Linked DNA regions of Sus scrofa: regions 1 and 2 are each linked to region 3. Evidence: chromatin contacts called from public targeted proximity ligation data. All regions are on one chromosome and are shown on one strand. The core of a region is the stretch at or near the end of the contact, and the rest is flanking DNA. Distances in the headings are between cores, read along the strand shown.

Region 1 (2,808 bases), core at 191-2,690, 340 kb after region 3:
ATTAATTGCAAGAACTATAAAGAGATTTTAGGACATTTCCCCCGAGAGCCTCCATGAATAGCACCAAGATGAGCAGTAACCCCAGGCTTCAGAGCCCCCCACTGCCATGTCAGGTTATGATGCCTTCTTTCCTATGATGCCTTCTTTCCTAGCCAAATCCCAAAAGAAAAGTCTTCTCAGATCTTCAGGAGTATGTATGACATGAAAAGCTCATTTGGGTAAAGGGAACCAGACCCTCGACATCTGACACTAACGAGGTGCCCTTCCCTTGGCTTAAAGGGATCTGGAGGAGGACGAGCAGATAACCTTCAGCCTAAATAAGTAAAATCATCACTGCTCTGGAATCTCTCTGAAGCATGCCCGGTTACGGTGTGGAATTCCACAGGGCGCGTGGCCCTCTTGGACTCCATCCAAAGGAGTAAGCTATCAGAAGGAACTCATCCTAACACAGGTCCCTGGGACAGTGTTCATCAGCAAGCTCCGGGGTAGCTGGTAAAATTCTGGGACTAGTCAGTTAACCACACCATGCTTGTTAATATAGTCAAGTCTCTGTTAAGAAGCAACAACCCAGTTTGTCACTCACCCATTCCCCATTCCTTCACTGCCCAGTTAGCTTCTGGCTTGTTCATAAGGCAGCTCTGGGGGTCTGACAAAATAAGCCTCTTGTTCACAAAGCTTAAACCAGAGGGTTTTCTTATGATCTGTTTTTTTTCTATCACCAGCACCTTGACCTCCTGGCATGCTCTTGGCTAATTGAAGTTGCCGAAGGCATAAGGATTCTGCTAATGGACTCAGCTCTCCCATAGGGGTCAGACACCAAGACAATGTCACAGCTGTGAAAGAAGAGCCCAGATGGCCAGGCTCAGGTGGTAAAGACCTTCAGAATCTGCCTTGAGGCTCTCAATGGCTTCAGATTGAAAACTATCTTGGCCCCATCCACAAATGTAAGGCATTTAATGACAGCCTGAAAGCACAGAGCTTAAACAGAATGATGAGCACAGGGCAGGAATTTGGACTCCAGAAGAACTGGCTAAGCACAGATTATTTTTCTACGGTATTTGACGAGAACAAACGAAGTAAGAATTTTCCTTTTGTTCGTCTGGCCTTTGGCATTGTTTACTTTCTTTTTATGATTCTCAAAGGCACTTAGAGCTCTGGCAGTGTTTCTGTCCTAAAATCTTATTGTCAGAAGTTTATTTTTCAGCTGTTTCAAATCATATCTGGTAGAGTGAGTGCTTTGCCTGGGCTCATCACTTTACCTCAGAAGAAATAAAGTTCACCCTTTAAATGACAATATTGATTGTCTACAGCTTTAAGTTTTCTGCACTTAAGCTGCAGGCTTCATTTCAAAATATGTTTTCTCTCAGCACAAAGGAACTATGGTAGAAGACTCCACTCTGCTGGTGTCTGGGTAATGACCTAACACCGTATTTTGGACTATCGCTGTGTTTTGTCAGATTTTCACTGCCTGTGGAGTAATTCTTTGTCAATGGTGGTTTCGTCAGCTGTGGTTTTGAGGCAATGAGGTTTTATGCTTGTGTTTGAATTTTTTTGAAAATATATAAGCTTTTAACATTTACAGAGCTACGTTCAGTCCTCTTTTAAAAGGAACCCAATATCCTGTTTTTCCTCCTCCTCCATCAGAGGGGATAGCGTGTACTTTACCGGCTGCCCCTCCAGAATGTGGACAGGCTACTTAAGACAAAAAAATGCACTCTTCAGTGCTGTGATGATCTCTGAAAAGCCCAGGTTAACTTAGCCAGTGTCTTCTTGACACCTATGAAAAGTCAGCGTGTGAAAGAGGGTAGCATAAGGGTTAGGAGGCTGTGCTCTAAAGCTTCACTACCTGACTGAACTCCAGCTGTTTAGTGGGTTAAAGGGTGCCCTTCCCCCAGATATGAGCACCTCCTCACCCTGGGAACCTGTGAATGCAGCCTTATTTGGAAAAAGGGCCTTTGCAGATGTAAATACACTGAGAATGTCTGAGATGAGCTCATCCTGAATTACCAGGGTGGGTCTTGTAGCCAGCGACAAGTGTCTTATAAGAGCAGACACAGATGCAGAAGAAGAGGAGGCCATGTGAAGATGGAGGCAAAGGCTGGAGTGATGCTGACCAAGGAACACCTGCAGCTACCTGAAGCTGGAAATATTCTTCCTAAGAGGCTTTGGAGGGAGTGTGGTCCTGCTGGCATCTTGATGTGGAACTTCTGAACCCCAGAACTATGAGAGAATAAATTTCTGTCATCTCAAGCCACCCAGTTTGTGGTAATTTGTTACAGGAGCCTTAGGAAACAAATACATGACTTACCAGCTGGGCAAGCTATGTAATCTCCATAAATCAGATCCCTCAAAGGAAAACCTTCTTCATAGGGTTGCTGTGAGGATAAAATGCCTTCACATAGGTGAGTGGTTCAGAACAGTGTCTGTGCCTGGTGTGCTCACACGAGTGATTTTTGTCTGTCATAACAACCGGCAAATACAACTGAACTGAGATTTCCTATCCAGTATATGCTGGTCAAAAGAGTCACAATCTGAGAAACAGGAACATTCTGGAAAAAACTACTTTGTCTCATCTCAGGGTCTCAGCACAGCTTCCTAAACAGCTAAAGAATATGAAGCAGGAGCAGGACTCTCTGCAAGAGCCTCTCTTTAAATGCCTCTAAATCTGACTGGTTTCAGAAAAGTGAAGCTTTTGAAGATGTTTCTGTGCTGAGACTTGAGAACACACGCATAACATACGACGTTTAAGTTCCCCCCAGCCTCTTGCCCTCCATGAGCTGTAAGCCGCCCATCTGGGTGGTTTCTGTA
Region 2 (2,700 bases), core at 47-2,546, 280 kb after region 3:
CCCCTGCTAGAAGATTCCAGCTGCTGGGCTAGAGCCATGATGGAGTTTAGAGGAGACAGTCAGAAAGGAGTCAAGCTGGAGCATTCTCTAGAGAGTTCTTGGGGAGCTGGCTGCTTAGAAAGGAGCCTTTGGGCAACATATGCTGCTCAGGGGTCCAACTAACTCCACCCCAGGGACATAGCCCTTTGAGCACTAAAAAATCTAGACTTAATAATAAATAATAGCAAATAATATTTATTAAGTACTTTTGTATGACTGTGATACAGAGTGAATGATTTCATTTTCTGTCTCATTTCATAATCACGACAAAATGGTTGTTAACCCCATTTTACAGATGAGGAAGTTGAGGTTTAGAGACATTAAAATAATGTTCCAAGACCAGCATATAAACAAACAGAGATTCCAAATACAATTCTTATTCTAAATTCACATTTTAAATCATCATACCTCACTGCTTTCCACTGGGTGGCCTGAGGAGTGAGCAGGGACTTGGTCATTCAAGAGAGGCCAGTGGTCATGTACAGTAATAGGGTCTACATTCAGGATTCTTACAGGGTATGAGCTGGGGACTGAGGTGGAGCAAAATGAGTGGGGACTTTACACCATTAAAATCTACCCCTGTGTTCTGGTCCAGATTCTGCCTTTGAGTTATACCAATTCCACAGTTTTTCTGAGCAAACCTGTCTATTCCAAGCTCAATGTCAGGGAGCAGAAACTCTGACCATTTGAGAAGGGAAGACAAAAAAGGAGGAGGAAGGAAGTTTAAGGTGGGAGAAACAGCAGCCTCAGAGCATTCATCTGCCTCTGGACTGCAATTCTCTTTGGCTTTGGGGCTTAACCTTCTTCATAGGCCAGGTCATGCCAAAGTCACAGGGAGGAGAGGATCCTGCAGGTGAGTCCAGGACCCGGGGTCTAATTAGACCACAGGTGTCCAGTCAGAAAAGGAGACCAGGTAGCACAGGGCCAGTGTGTGTGGATGGTAGATCCAGACGGGAAGGTGGGTTCCAGAATCAGAGCACCTCTGTGGGCAAGAGGGTCTGAGGCAGATGGGAGGGGGTCTGTGGTCCCTGAGGTCCTCTCTGTCAGGAGGAGCGCAGATAAGTTTCAGGAAAGTAAGCCAGGCGATAGCACATAGGATTTTAACTGAAATACTAGACAAGCTAGTGGGTTCTAGGTGCTATGCTTCATTATCCAGCCCAACTATTCAAAGTCCTCAGCGCCATCACCAACCCTGGGCGGACCCCAGGACAGGATCTGCTCCTTTCCTCATCTTGGCTGGTTTAGGGTGGGTGGAAAAATTGGCCACGAGAGGGCAGTAGAGAGCCACAGACACCCTTGTATTATTGCCGAGGACCGAGTTCTACCTAGGTAGAACTGGGCAAAATGACACGTTTCTTCAGTTTCTGATTCTGTAGCCTGGGAAGGGGGTTAGGGGAAGGGAGGGCTGGCAGTCTGTAGTTTTAATACACGGCCCATGTGATTATGATGTAACGGATCCAAAGCGGGCTTCCGGGAGCTGCTCCCCTAAAATATTCAGGATCTTCTATTTAGCATCCTTAAACCAGGATGACAAATATGATTGCTAGGAGAATAATATGTTAAAATATTTTATTGGAAAAATAGATCATATAACAGTGTGTATATAAAGCATAGGTTCATTGCAAAGAAAATAATAAAGAAAATAGCCATGCAAACATTTCCTGGGATAGTAAGAACTTTAGAAGCCCCAGTGCTTTATTTGTTTATTTATTTTTGGCCGTGCCTGCTGCATGTGGAAGTTTCTCCTCTAGTGACCAAACCCATGCCGCCACAGCAGTGACAATGAGCCACAGCGGTGACAATGCTGGCTCCTTAAAACTGTTGGGCCACAAGAGAGCTTCAGAGTCCCTGGCACTTTAGAAGCCCCTTGAGTGGCCCTCTCATCTCACATTCCCCCCTTCTCCCCAGAGCTAACCATAATCCTGAGGTTTGTGAGAATATCCCTCTTCCTGTGCTTTTATGCTTAACACCTCTGCTTTTATTCCTAAGTAACATATTTTAAAACTTGGGCTGATTTTGAATTTTAATACTTTATCAGTTAAGAATTATGTCCGTGAAATAAATCCATGTAAATACATGTATTTGTAGTTCATTACCTTGTATGGACATGCCTACGTGGATTTATCTCCTTTCTTGATGGACATTTAGGGAGCATCCGGGCTTGATTTTGTTTTCTTTTTTTCCTATTAGGGACAATACTGCTATGAATAGTTTAATACCTGGAGAATTTGCATAAGTTTTTCTAGGGCACATATCTAGAAGTAGAATTGCTGGCGGTTAGTGTATGCAGGATAAGCACTTACCATTAAAAAAAAAGACTAATAAGAGAGTTTCCATTGTGACTCAGTGGGTTAAGAACCTGACTATCCATGGGGATGAAGGTTTGATCCCTGGCCTTGCTCAGTGGGTTAAGGATTCAGCATTGGCGTGAACTATGGTGTAGGTTGCAGACGTGGCTAAGATTCTGCATTGCTGTGGCTGTGGTGTAGGTCAGCAGCTGTAGCTCCAATTCAACTCCTAGCCCGGGAACTTCCATATGACAAGGGTGCAGCCCTAAAAAAAAAAAAAAAAAAAAAAGAGTAAATTTGATCATATCAAAATTAGGAAGTTTTTAAAGATAGTGAAAAGACAAGTCACACACTAGGATAAGATTTTTGCAGT
Region 3 (2,805 bases), core at 297-2,796:
AGATTTTGAATGTTTGCAAAGCCCGGCACACTTGCATCCTCTGGGATTAAGAACAAAACCAACACAGAGAAGCCGAATTCTTTTCATTCAAGCTTCTTCCAGGAACCGGAGAACTTTCAACACTGGCGACCCACATTGACGATCCTGCCTCTTACAGAAGAAAATCAATAAACATGAGCTCCTCGGAGGCAGACACATTACAGGAAGCACAAGTTCCACACTGTTTTATAGTCTTAGGACAAGCACCATCCGAGGTCCCGGATGAGGAACCTCTTCTTGCCAGGATCCCACTGGCCAGGCCCAAGGTGGGTTTTGTCTCCTTCTCTTGGTTTTGTCACTTGGCTCACACATTTTCTTGGCACTTTGGCCTGTTGTGAGCTTGGCCATCTCCTGGTTTGCTAGATTCCCAGCCCTCCAGAGCCTGCCTAGCTCCACAGACTGTCCAGGAGACCTCCCGAGCCAGCTGCTAACTGTTGGGCCTCAGCTCCAGCAATAACACACCAAGTTGAAGGTTTACTTCTTTGGACCATTTTTTAAGCTTATGGCTCAGCCTTCTCTATTCATCTGAGAGAAGCATCTTTGAGTCTCCTTAGGGAGATTCCACTCTGGGATTTAAAGTCTGTCCTGCGTGCCACAGAAGAGCCCTCTGACTCACCCCTGCCTCAGGCACGTGCTCATGTACCATCCAGGCTCCATGTTCCAATCTGAGTATGTTGTCCTCAGGGCAGTTTTATTAGGAGTAGGAGTGCAGGGAGTGTGATGCTGGCACACTGATGACGAAAACCGGGCTGCTCTGGGCATACGGAGGAGGATGTAACCCAGGCTGGAGAGTGAAGGAAATAAGTCATGAAGCTTTTAATCTTGATAATCTTTTTTTTTTTTTTTTTTTTTTTTGGCATGAGGAAGTTCACGGGCCAGAGATCAAACCCAAGCCACAGCCGTGACAATGTGGATCCTTAACCACTAGGCCACCGGGAAAATCCTTGATCATCTTTATACATTACAGAAAGCAGGAGGCTGGCAAGGCAGGTAAAAACGTCACTTGATTTGATAACCGAGATCGCTCAGGCTCAGAGAGGTTAGGTGATTTTTCTGACACTGCATACCACTGGAATCAAGCCTGAGGCCAGACCCTCTGACTCCTGATCCAGTGCTCCTTTTACCCAAGGTCTTGCTCCCCCTGCCAGGCCCCACCCAGGTTTGCTCTGGTGATGCATCGGGTGGGACTCATCACATTAGCAGGGTGCTTGGAGACTCGGATTGGTCCACATCTTCACTGGTCACACTGTGCTGATCCTAAAGCCTTCAAGGCCAGGGTGACGGGATGGGAAAGGGGAAGAGGAGGAGGAGGAGCAGCTGGGGAACCTGTCATCACTTGGCCTGGGATGGGGGAGGTTGGGGCTCAGAACTGTCACTCCTGAGACAGAGGATGTCTGATCACAGACAGCAGGGGTGGGAGGAGCGTGGAGGAGACTCACTGTGGCTCCGGGAGGCGGGTGTGTTAGGGAGGCTGCAAAAGATGTGTGGAAGCGCCCCTCTCCACTCGCAGGCTCTCTTCTCAGGTGGAAATTCCTGCCCAGAGCAGGCCCAGCTGTGCCGACCCCACTGGATGGCCCTGTCCAGCAGGTGACAGGGCCATCCCTGGGCAGTGACGTGAATGTGGCCTGGGGAAGGGAACTCAGGGCAGGTGGAGGTTACGGCGTTCTTTCCCTTCACATGCCTACTTCCCTGTTGATCGGCTTCCCTCTTGACCCACGCCCCCTGCTCTGTGCTGCCGAGTGAGGGGTAAGGACCGTGTCATGTGGACATAGTGACAGAGAACCACAGGCAGTTTCCAGAGTGTTCCTTCACGCCTTTTCCTGCTATTAGGAAAAAACACAGTTTCCTTGCGATTCACCTCACCCCATTTCTGGCTCTTGCTTTCTTTTTCTTAAAGCCTGGGGCCACCTGGGTTCATTTCTATTGTAACTGAAACATGCAAGCCACCTCTTTACTGTAGGAAAATCAGCACCGTGGGCATGAAGAGCAATGGCAGCTGATGCTGGGGCTCAGAGCTGGGGGCTGGGACTGGTGTGGCCTGAAGGGGACACATCCCACCGAGGGGCACCGCCCCCGGCACTCAGCTCTGATCACCATGGAAGCCTGTATCACCAGCTCTTTCCTTCTTTTCTTTTCTTTTTCTTTTTTTTTTTTTTTTTTTTTTTTTTGTCTTTTTAGGGCCGCACCCATGGCCTATGGAGGTTCCCAGGTGAGGTGTCGAATCAGAGCTGTCGCTACCGGCCTACACCACAGAAACAACAAATCCGAGCCGCATCTGCAATCTACACCACAGCTCACGGCAACACCAGATTCTTAGCCCACTGAGCAAAGGCCAGGGATCGAACCTGTGTCCCCTTGGATGCTAGTCAGATTTGTTTTCGCTGAGCCACAACGGGAACTCCACCAGCTCTTTCCATTTTTTAGGAGAAGCTGAAGATCTAAATCGAAAAACTTCAACACAAAATTGGCACAAAACCTCTTAAAAATACGCATAGAATGAACAAAATGTGAAGGCAGGCTCGTTCGTCACTTCTGAGCTCCCTGTTCTTTAAGAAAGCCCCTCCCAGGCACTTCACCTGTGGGTCTTCTTCCTCAAAAGCCATCACTTGAGTCTAGTCTGAGACACCGTCGGACAACCCGAATCGAGGGAACTGGTATGACATACCTGACTGGTAGTCTTCACAATGGCCAAGGTCATGATAAACACGGAAAGACAGAAAGTCACAGATTGAGGAGACAAAAGAGACGTGATAAGTAAGCAGAATG

The links.
Region 1: a contact with region 3 is called in a targeted proximity ligation map of alveolar macrophages. A contact is called at or near these places in 1 of 47 Hi-C or Micro-C datasets (embryonic fibroblasts) and 1 of 2 datasets of targeted methods (alveolar macrophages).
Region 2: a contact with region 3 is called in a targeted proximity ligation map of alveolar macrophages. A contact is called at or near these places in 8 of 47 Hi-C or Micro-C datasets (embryonic fibroblasts, fetal heart ventricle, heart right ventricle and 3 more) and 2 of 2 datasets of targeted methods (alveolar macrophages and skeletal muscle).

The regions. Positions count from the first base shown.
Region 1 is chr3:102,384,306-102,387,113 of Sscrofa11.1, forward strand. No RefSeq gene overlaps it. Among named protein-coding and RNA genes, the nearest start is that of RMDN2, 78 kb to the left of the region's middle.
Region 2 is chr3:102,323,040-102,325,739 of Sscrofa11.1, forward strand. No RefSeq gene overlaps it. Among named protein-coding and RNA genes, the nearest start is that of RMDN2, 17 kb to the left of the region's middle.
Region 3 is chr3:102,042,260-102,045,064 of Sscrofa11.1, forward strand. No RefSeq gene overlaps it. Among named protein-coding and RNA genes, the nearest start is that of ATL2, 86 kb to the left of the region's middle.